Regions from separate parts of the Mus musculus genome. Here all the other regions are linked to region 1. A link is a contact called in public HiChIP or PLAC-seq data. All regions are on one chromosome and are shown on one strand. The core of a region is the stretch at or near the end of the contact, and the rest is flanking DNA. Distances in the headings are between cores, read along the strand shown.

What was found. HiChIP or PLAC-seq counts read pairs in DNA pulled down with a chosen protein or histone mark.
Region 2: a contact with region 1 is called in an H3K27ac HiChIP or PLAC-seq map of embryonic stem cells, with 8 read pairs. The contact joins two enhancer-like sites. A contact is called at or near these places in 1 of 39 promoter capture datasets (the C10 cell line), 1 of 15 datasets of contacts at CTCF or cohesin (the NIH/3T3 cell line), 27 of 484 Hi-C or Micro-C datasets (B cells, CD8 T cells, the CH12 cell line and 24 more), 9 of 115 datasets of contacts at active chromatin or transcription factors (astrocytes, bone marrow-derived dendritic cells, cardiomyocytes and 3 more) and 3 of 9 other capture datasets (adipose tissue, embryonic stem cells and liver).
Region 3: a contact with region 1 is called in an H3K27ac HiChIP or PLAC-seq map of embryonic stem cells, with 8 read pairs. The contact joins two enhancer-like sites. A contact is called at or near these places in 6 of 39 promoter capture datasets (the C10 cell line, the HPC-7 cell line, liver and 2 more), 4 of 484 Hi-C or Micro-C datasets (CD4 T cells, cortical neurons, pre-pro-B cells and 1 more), 5 of 115 datasets of contacts at active chromatin or transcription factors (bone marrow-derived macrophages, embryonic stem cells and epiblast stem cells) and 2 of 9 other capture datasets (adipose tissue and liver).

What each region holds. Positions count from the first base shown.
Region 1 is chr8:41,265,124-41,267,823 of GRCm38.p6, forward strand. It overlaps Pcm1 (pericentriolar material 1), which reads left to right. Exons shown (of 38, transcript NM_023662.3): 6 at 2,064-2,241. Among named protein-coding and RNA genes, the nearest start is that of Pcm1, 27 kb to the left of the region's middle. Within about 2 kb of position 1,293, at least 10 of the 459 cell types and tissues checked have an H3K27ac peak or open chromatin away from gene starts, as enhancers often do. A contact at or near this core is called in embryonic stem cells, where this site is marked.
Region 2 is chr8:41,347,218-41,349,917 of GRCm38.p6, forward strand. It overlaps Asah1 (N-acylsphingosine amidohydrolase 1), which reads right to left. Exons shown (of 14, transcript NM_019734.3): 6 at 2,333-2,407; 7 at 871-916. Among named protein-coding and RNA genes, the nearest start is that of Asah1, 26 kb to the right of the region's middle. Within about 2 kb of position 1,389, at least 56 of the 459 cell types and tissues checked have an H3K27ac peak or open chromatin away from gene starts, as enhancers often do. A contact at or near this core is called in embryonic stem cells, where this site is marked.
Region 3 is chr8:41,380,069-41,382,768 of GRCm38.p6, forward strand. It overlaps a transcript of Asah1 not described here. Among named protein-coding and RNA genes, the nearest start is that of Asah1, 6.7 kb to the left of the region's middle. Within about 2 kb of position 1,288, at least 22 of the 459 cell types and tissues checked have an H3K27ac peak or open chromatin away from gene starts, as enhancers often do. A contact at or near this core is called in embryonic stem cells, where this site is marked.

The DNA of each region.
Region 1 (2,700 bases), core at 43-2,542:
TTCCACGTATCTGCTTCTCCCCACCTTTGAAGGAGCAAGTTTATAAGTGTGGACCACTAGTTCTAGCCTTTTTCTAAAAAAAAAATATAGGTTCTGAGGATCCAACTCAAGTTCTTATGCTTATAAGGCAAGCAGTTCAATTTGCCTCCTCCCAATCCCCCTGCTTTTAAAGACAGGGTCTTACTGTGTAGCTAGGGTACAACTCATGGCTAGGGTGGAACTCATATAGACCACACTGGCCTTGAATTCAGAGTTATAGCTGCCTCTGCCTCTCAAGTACTGAGATTTAAGGCATGTGCCACTACAGCCAGCTAGCTTCTCAGCTTTCTTCATAGTTGATTGTGACTACTAATCTGAAATGTAAACTATGTGTGTATAAAAGGTGTGAGGTGTCATCAACCTGCACTAAACTTCTAGTCTCATCTTAATAGTTAATCCTCTGAATAGTTAACTGTACTTTCTTCACTTTTCCCCCATTTCTAAGTCACAATGTAAGATGTTGTCATGGCTACCCAGTCTTATTTACAATATTGATGGTTCTACTTGGAGGAGGTAGATGGAAGAGGCTTTGTGTAACGCTGGTGAAGGATGTCATCCAGAAGGAAACTTGTTGAGCTGTCTGTATTCCCTGTGGTTTCTCTAGAAATCTCATTTGCCCAGGGAGAGTAGATCAGTGTATTCATTTGTACTTTCAAAAGAAATCATTTAACTTTTTACTTGCTTTAGTAATTTTAGGGGAGAAATCATTTAAAATTTTATATTCCCAACAAAAATTTGTTAGTGTGGCAAATTTGAAACCAAATCAATACATTAAAGGGAATATTTTTTTGTCAATGGATTAAAATAATAGAACTTTAAAATATTTTGATGGTAAATCATTTATGAAGAATATCTTTACAATATATTTTATATATAACTTGGCTTAAAATTTATTGTTTGGGGCTGTATTTACATTTCTGTTTTTGATTAGTTTTGTTCAGCTGTGTTTTAAATTTTAATTTTGTGTATGTGTTTTGTTTTGTTTGTTTGTTTTTTGAACACATGTGGCCTTAAAGCAAGAACTTTACCACTAAGCCATATCATCAGCCCACTTGGTCATTACTTCTTTAAATTTTTCTTTTAAAATATTGTTTTGTTTTGCATGTATAAGTGTTTTACCTGTATGTATGAGTGGGTATCCTATGCATGTCTGATGCCCACAGAGATCAGAAGAGGGTGTTCGAGCCTAGGAACTAGAGTTACAGGTGGTGGTGAACCTCTGGGAGTGGTGGGAAGTGAACCTGGGCTGGGTCCTATGCAAGAGTAACAAGCGTGTGTAACTGCTGAGTCATCTCCACCCCCATTGGTAGTTTCTTCTAAGTAGTCCCTATTCAAATCTTTTATGTTGCATATAGAGAGGATGATAAATTTTTATTGTATTGGGGAAGTCTTCCAGATTCAGTTTATGCCCCAAACTCAGCTAAATGGATGTAATTTAAGAGTTAAAAACTAATAAAACCACTTGATACAAAATAGAGTTTTCTGCTTTGTTATATATTTAATGTGCTTCATTTAGGCCTTTTTACATAAGATAATCAAATATATTTAAAAATTCTTGACCTTGGTTAGAAGTTGGAATATTTACTCTCTGTGTCTCTGTCTTCTCTCCTGCCCTCACTTACTTTGCTTTTGTTGTGTATGTGGAAAGTTATCTTCTGGAATGGGTAGAAAGTTTTGCTACCTGATAGTTTGTAGAGAAAATCTTTGAGAACATTAACTCAGTATAATTTGTAATTCCCTATTATTTTGTCTGCAGTATGTATAGCTCCATTTGCCTTCCTATACTTTGAAACCTTCTGCTTTCTAAGAGTTTTATTCTCTTCCTTTTAACTCCTCATAGTTTTTCACTGTAAAATTACTCAATTTTTAGTATGGGACATACCAGTTTTCTAAGTCTATTAAAACTGTATCTAGACTTGTGTATTTAATTGAAACTAGTATCTGCTGTACTTTGCCATTGGCAAATGAAACAGGGCCATGGATTTCAACTGTCAGGTATTAGTATTGTTGGTCTTATTTTTCAGGCCAGAGATCCTCAGCAGGAGCCTATGGAAGAGACAGAAAATTTGAAGAAACAACATGATTTATTAAAAAGAATGTTACAACAGCAGGAGCAGCTGCGAGCTCTGCAGGGCCGACAGGCTGCTCTTCTAGCTTTGCAGCATAAAGCAGAGCAAGCTATAGCTGTGATGGATGACTCTGGTATGTGATAGTCACAGAATAATTGCTTTAGAAGAAAGGCTCATTATTACAAAATGAATTGCTATTACTGTATTATCAGATCTCGGTTGTTGACTAGTGTAGCAACCTGCAAGCCAGGTTTACTCTGTTCTGTGCTTTTCTCTGGTTATACAGAAGAGGTTGCAGGAACAACTCCTGGCTATCATACCGTACAGACAGAGTATCTTTGAGAGGTAAAACAGACAGGCCTGTATATAGTACTGTTTTGTAACCTCAGGGTGATAGGGATCTTGTTTTTTTTTGTTTCCACTTTGCAGGAATTACTGCTGTTTTGTTTTGTTTTTGTTTTAAATCTCACTCAGCTAAGATTGTTGTTTATTTGTCTTGCAAAGAAGGTTTAAAAAATAATAAGCAAGCCAGGCCTGGTATCATAACACCTGTAATCCCAGCACACTGAAGTCTGAGGCAAGGAGGCTCAAA
Region 2 (2,700 bases), core at 139-2,638, 82 kb after region 1:
AGGGCCAGAGTTGCAGGTCTGAGATGCTATGTCTGGTTACAGGAGCTTCTTCTAGCTGGTCACTTAGGATCAACCTTAACAGAGCCTTGAGTGTACTATGGTGGATTTGAAATGTTACAGGCCCAGTCCTCAGTGAACTGATGTTCAGAGGTAAGGCTTTAGGGAGTGATTAGATTAATCTACTGATGGGTTAATAAGCTGAGAGATTATTGGGAGATAATGCCAACTTAGGAGCTGGGTCCCGTATGAAGGAAGCAGGGTCCTGGATGGATACCCTCGGATGTATACCCTCGGAGGCTACACTGTCTTTACTGCACTCCTCTCTCGACGAGGTAAACAGCCTCCTCTGATACCTGCTCCAACCAACACGATGCTCTGAGGCCTTATTAGCCTTAGAAACAGAAGAGCCAGCTGACCATGGACTGAAACCTATGAACTGTAAGCCAGAATAAACATTTCTTCATCCAAAAACAGGGTGGCTTCATCCTTTTTCCAGGGGCTAAAACTTGATGCTCAGAAAAGCTGACTAATTCTGGTCACATCAACAGCGAGACCTAGATTCAGATGACGATCTCTATTAGAAAGCCATCATGTTTTCATAAAGGCCGAGATGGCAGACTTCAGCAATAAATGAAAATAAGGATCTGCGCCCTCAAGCATGGTCCAAATTCCTGTCCACTGCGTGCAACTCTTGCGATACGCCTCCTAAGTGACTGAGACGCCCCAGGTGCCTGCCTTTCTAACACTAAGGAATCCCGTCATCCTCACCCACGGCTCTCCTCTGCGCATGAGGGGCGTTTACTTTTCATCAAGGTAATTCTATCATCTACTCTTCTAAGGTAGTAAAAGTAGGTCAAGTTGCTTACTTACCCAAGAAATATTCCAAAATCCATGTTTCTCCCATGTAGTAAATGACCTTTTAAGAAGAAAGTGAGAGAGACATGAATCCACAGTTAAAATACAATGGATTCTTAATACATGGACATAGGCAGCTGTGAATATTCACATTCAAAACTGTTTTACCAAGCAATGTATAATAATTAAGAACCCTGGCTGCCAGGAAAAAGCCTTAACAAGTTCAAACTGGTGTTACAAGCACACGTTAGATATCACAGTATCTAAAATCTGACTCAGATATGGAAACAAATCAATGGTTATTCCTTGAACAACTGCAAAGCAATTCTGCCAGGACATAACCTCATAATACGACTTACCCAGTTCCTTGATTGCCACCTACAAATGGACATCTCAAGTCTTAGGTGTAAGTCAATAGCCAGGGTCATGTGTCTTGGTGTCCAGCCAGGAAAATCTAGGAAAGTGAAGCTCTCACACACAGTGCTTGCTGACTAAGAAACTATGAGAGTGTTTGTTCTGGGACTCCAGAAAAACCTCTGTCACTGCCTGAGGTGGCTTGGATGAGAATGGCCTCCACAGGCCCAAGTATTTGGATGCTTAGTCATCAGGGAGTGGCACTATTTGAGAAGTATTAGGTGTGGCCTTGTTGGCGGAAGTGTGTCATTGGGGATGGGCTTTGAGTTTTCAAAAAGCCCGCACCAAGGCCAGGTTCCTGTTCTCCCCCCTCCCTTCGGCCTAGAGATCAGTGAGGCTCTCAGGGGTTTGTTTCTCCAGCACCATGGCTTCCTGCCTGCTGCTAAGCATGATGATGATAATGGACTAAGCCTCTGAAAGCAGAAACAAGTCCCAATTAAATATTTATTTCATAAGAGCTATCTTGGCCATGGTCTTTTCACAGATTGAATAGTGACCAAGACACTGCCTCAGCGCGGGTAGCAGAGGCCCCTGGTGAACACTTCCTTCTACTCAGTTATACAGGTGGGGATAAAGGGACTATGCAGATATGCAGAAAACACAAAAGTTTCTGAGGGGCTGGAGGCATGCCTCGGTGGTTAAGGGCACGTGCTGCTCTTAGTGACAGCACAGGTTTAGTTCCCAGCAGGCACTTGGCAGTTTGTAAGTGTCTGTAGCTGCAGTTGGGAGGGATCAGATGCCCTCTGCAGCCTCCTGGAGTGCCAGACATGCGCATGGTACACAGTCAACACATTAAAGCAAACACTCAGACACTTAACATGATCTCTTTTACAAAGAATGCTTCTGGTCTAGAACACTTCTTCCACATTTTCCACGTCTCATTTAAAGTTTAATAAGCATTATAGTAATCTTAAAATAAGACTAATTTTCAATGCACTTATAAGAATTTACCAGGATATACTAAATGATATATAACAGACACACAATTGAAATAGCAAGCCTACTTAGCACATGTTCTAACTTATTCTAAAAAGTACATTGTATGATGTTCTCTGCAGATTACCTTTCTCATCTTCAGTTATGATTGATGTACACATGGTAAACAATTCATAGAAAATGTTGAATGAAATAATCTCTCCTGTGGGGGAGAAAAACCAGGGAAAGGTTTTGCTGATGTTAACAACCATGACATTAAAGGAAAACGCCATTCACCTTTGAATCTGAAGGTGTGCGGCATGCTTCTGTCTTGTTAAATGCTAACATTCTGTGCTTAGCCTGCATTTTGACCTCAGCCTAGCTTATTCTCAGTTTATTTATGTTTTGATGAATCTCAGTATTATCATGAACTATTAATCTATTTTTCTCTAGAGTTATTTATATTTGGTAATTACTTGTGATAACTCTTTATATAAGACTTTCTTCTCATGTAGA
Region 3 (2,700 bases), core at 38-2,537, 110 kb after region 1:
GTAGAGAAAGTAGCCAAGGAGGGGAAGCTTATATAAGTCCTTGCCACCACACTGCCGATGGTAATGGTGCTGTCCCAGCTCCAGCTTCACCCCGCACTCATCACACCCTCTTATTGGCTGTGTGCCCAGGATGTAGCTGTGTTTGTCAAGTCACAGGATGTACAGATTCACTCCAGAGGAAAATAAGATGAACTCTCATTTCGCCATGAGTTCTGAGCTCGCAGGTCGGTTTCACTATAATCAGTTGCTCTTTAGCTCTATCTAATAGCTGTGTGTATTTGTTTCTCAGGGAAGTGAGAAGTAGGAAGGTCACCTTGGAATGGCAACTAAAACCAGTCACAGCAAATGACTGGCGCTAATATATGGGGTATAGAGTTATCATTGACTATATGTACAGAGCAGATCTATAGGTGCTATCAAAGATATACACACAGTGTTAACACACTAATGCCAAACCTCAAGCTTACAACTAAAAAGAATATAATGCACATTCAACTCCCACTCAAATATTTTACATATTTTCCATTGTTTTGATTAGATTGGACATATGAACTGGCATTTGGAGATAGATTCCTTTTTGATTTGGGGGCTTTTTTTTTTTTTTCTCTAGACAGGATTTCTCTGTGTTGCCTGGCTGTCCCTGGAACTGGATGTATAGACCAGGCTGGCCTCCAGAGACCCACCTTCCTCTGCCTCGCAGACCATTGGGATTAAAGCTCGGGCCACCACAGTCCTGCTTGGAAGTAATATATTTAGATGATAGTTTCAAAAGAGGCTGTTCACAGAGCCTTTGGCCTCTTTTGCCTTTAGCTATGTGAGGATCCAGTAAAGAAGCTTTGTCCGAGACTGGAGCTCGACTAGTGGACTTTTCACTACTAGAAAATTATATAAACATATATATAAAATTCATATGTATGCATATATGTATGCACACAGACACACACACATGTATGTAAAACTGTGTGTATGTTGAGAGGTTGAGACAGGGTCTTGGAATGTAGCTGAGGCTGGCCCAGAACTTGTTGTATAGACCAGGCTTGCCTTAAACTTGTGGTAGTTGATGCAGTTCCTCCTTAGATCTGGGCCACAATGCTGAGCTTCACTAACCAGTCCTAAGTGGTTCTGTTGTGGCAGCAGCAGCACAAATGAACTACAATGTGACAAATTATCACTTCTCCAGTTTTCTTAGTAAGGAACAATTCAATTGTCCTGTTATGCTTAGGACAGACATCTTTTGGTCATCTTTGACTTTATCTTTCTTGTTACACATTCACTACACCAGCAAATCTTACTGGATTTACCATTGATCTGCATGATATCCAGTGCCACACCCACTCCAGCAGTGACTGTGACCGGCCCAAAAGCTTGGATGCAGTCCCGAGGTGAAAAGTTCATGGAAACTTAGTCTCCTGGAACCGTGGCATCCTGTAAAACGAATGCTCCAAATCTGTCCTGCTTTAGTCAGTGAGCGGATCTGTGTGCTTTCCTTCAATACTGTTTTATTATAAGTGCCTTTAAGGATTGATTTTGACATATAGCTAAGTTAGATTAGCCTCCACCAGTGTTCCAATGTCCTAGGCAGTCCTTGAGCTGACCCTGGGCTTGGAATTCAGTAAGAATGTTACCTATTCACTAACATTCAGAATTGCTTCTAGTATTGTAAGAGAGATAGTGAAAGAAATCAGGCATTGTAAATTTACTTGAATAGAGCTAGAAATCTCTGGGCTAGTCTACATAGTAAACCCTTAGAACAATAGCCGAGTCCCTCCCATACACAGGAATTTACAATGGCCGAGGAAGAAGAAAGGTTGTAGTTTTAAGAGGAACTGGAGTATTGTATTATTCATGAAAGGATTAGTAGTAAGGAACTGCCCTGGTGCATGTTTTTCACTAGGCCTAGAGGTATGGCATGAGTAGGTATTAACTAAGGGACCCCTGGTGGTGGGTTTAACAATAGACTAGTATTGCATCAGACCTTTCACCTGGGTCCTGTGAATAGCTGACTTCAGATAGGGCTGATCTTATCTCAATTGTACACATTGCCTGGTTTCTGCCAGTCTTTTTGAATGCATTTCTTGTTTTGTGTCATAACTTCAGTGTACTTTGGATGACCTTAATATATCACTTAACTTTTTTGTTTTCTGTAATATATAAGTCTGATGCTCACTTTGACAAACTACATTCAGATACAACACTCCCTTGTGTTTGAGTCTACTTGTCACTTTTCGCCGACTCCTTGCCCACCTGTACCCGGACCCTGATTGTCCCACAGATTGAGGGACGGACTGAGGCCAGTCTGCGGCAATCCAGAATCTAACATTCCTGTACACTCCCATTGCCTCAGTCTAGGTTACACTTATCTAAGGATGATTCCTGCCATCACCCATCATTCATATACTAAGGACTACATTCTTCTCTGCTCTAAACCATCCATTACTTACCTGTTATTCAGAATAAAAGCCAGTGCTCTTACCACGATCTATAAATCCACTTCTGGTTTGGCTAGCTGCTGCTACTTCTCTGATCGCTCATCCTACAGTTTGTCCTGCTTTCATGGGACTCCAGCCATCTCAGCCTTCCTTCTGAGCTTCAGACATGTTAGGGATGGTTCATGTGAGGGACTTAACACTGATTGTCCAGTCTTGTAATATGTTCTGTCCTAGACATACACGTGGCTCACTCAAACATTCAAATAACTGT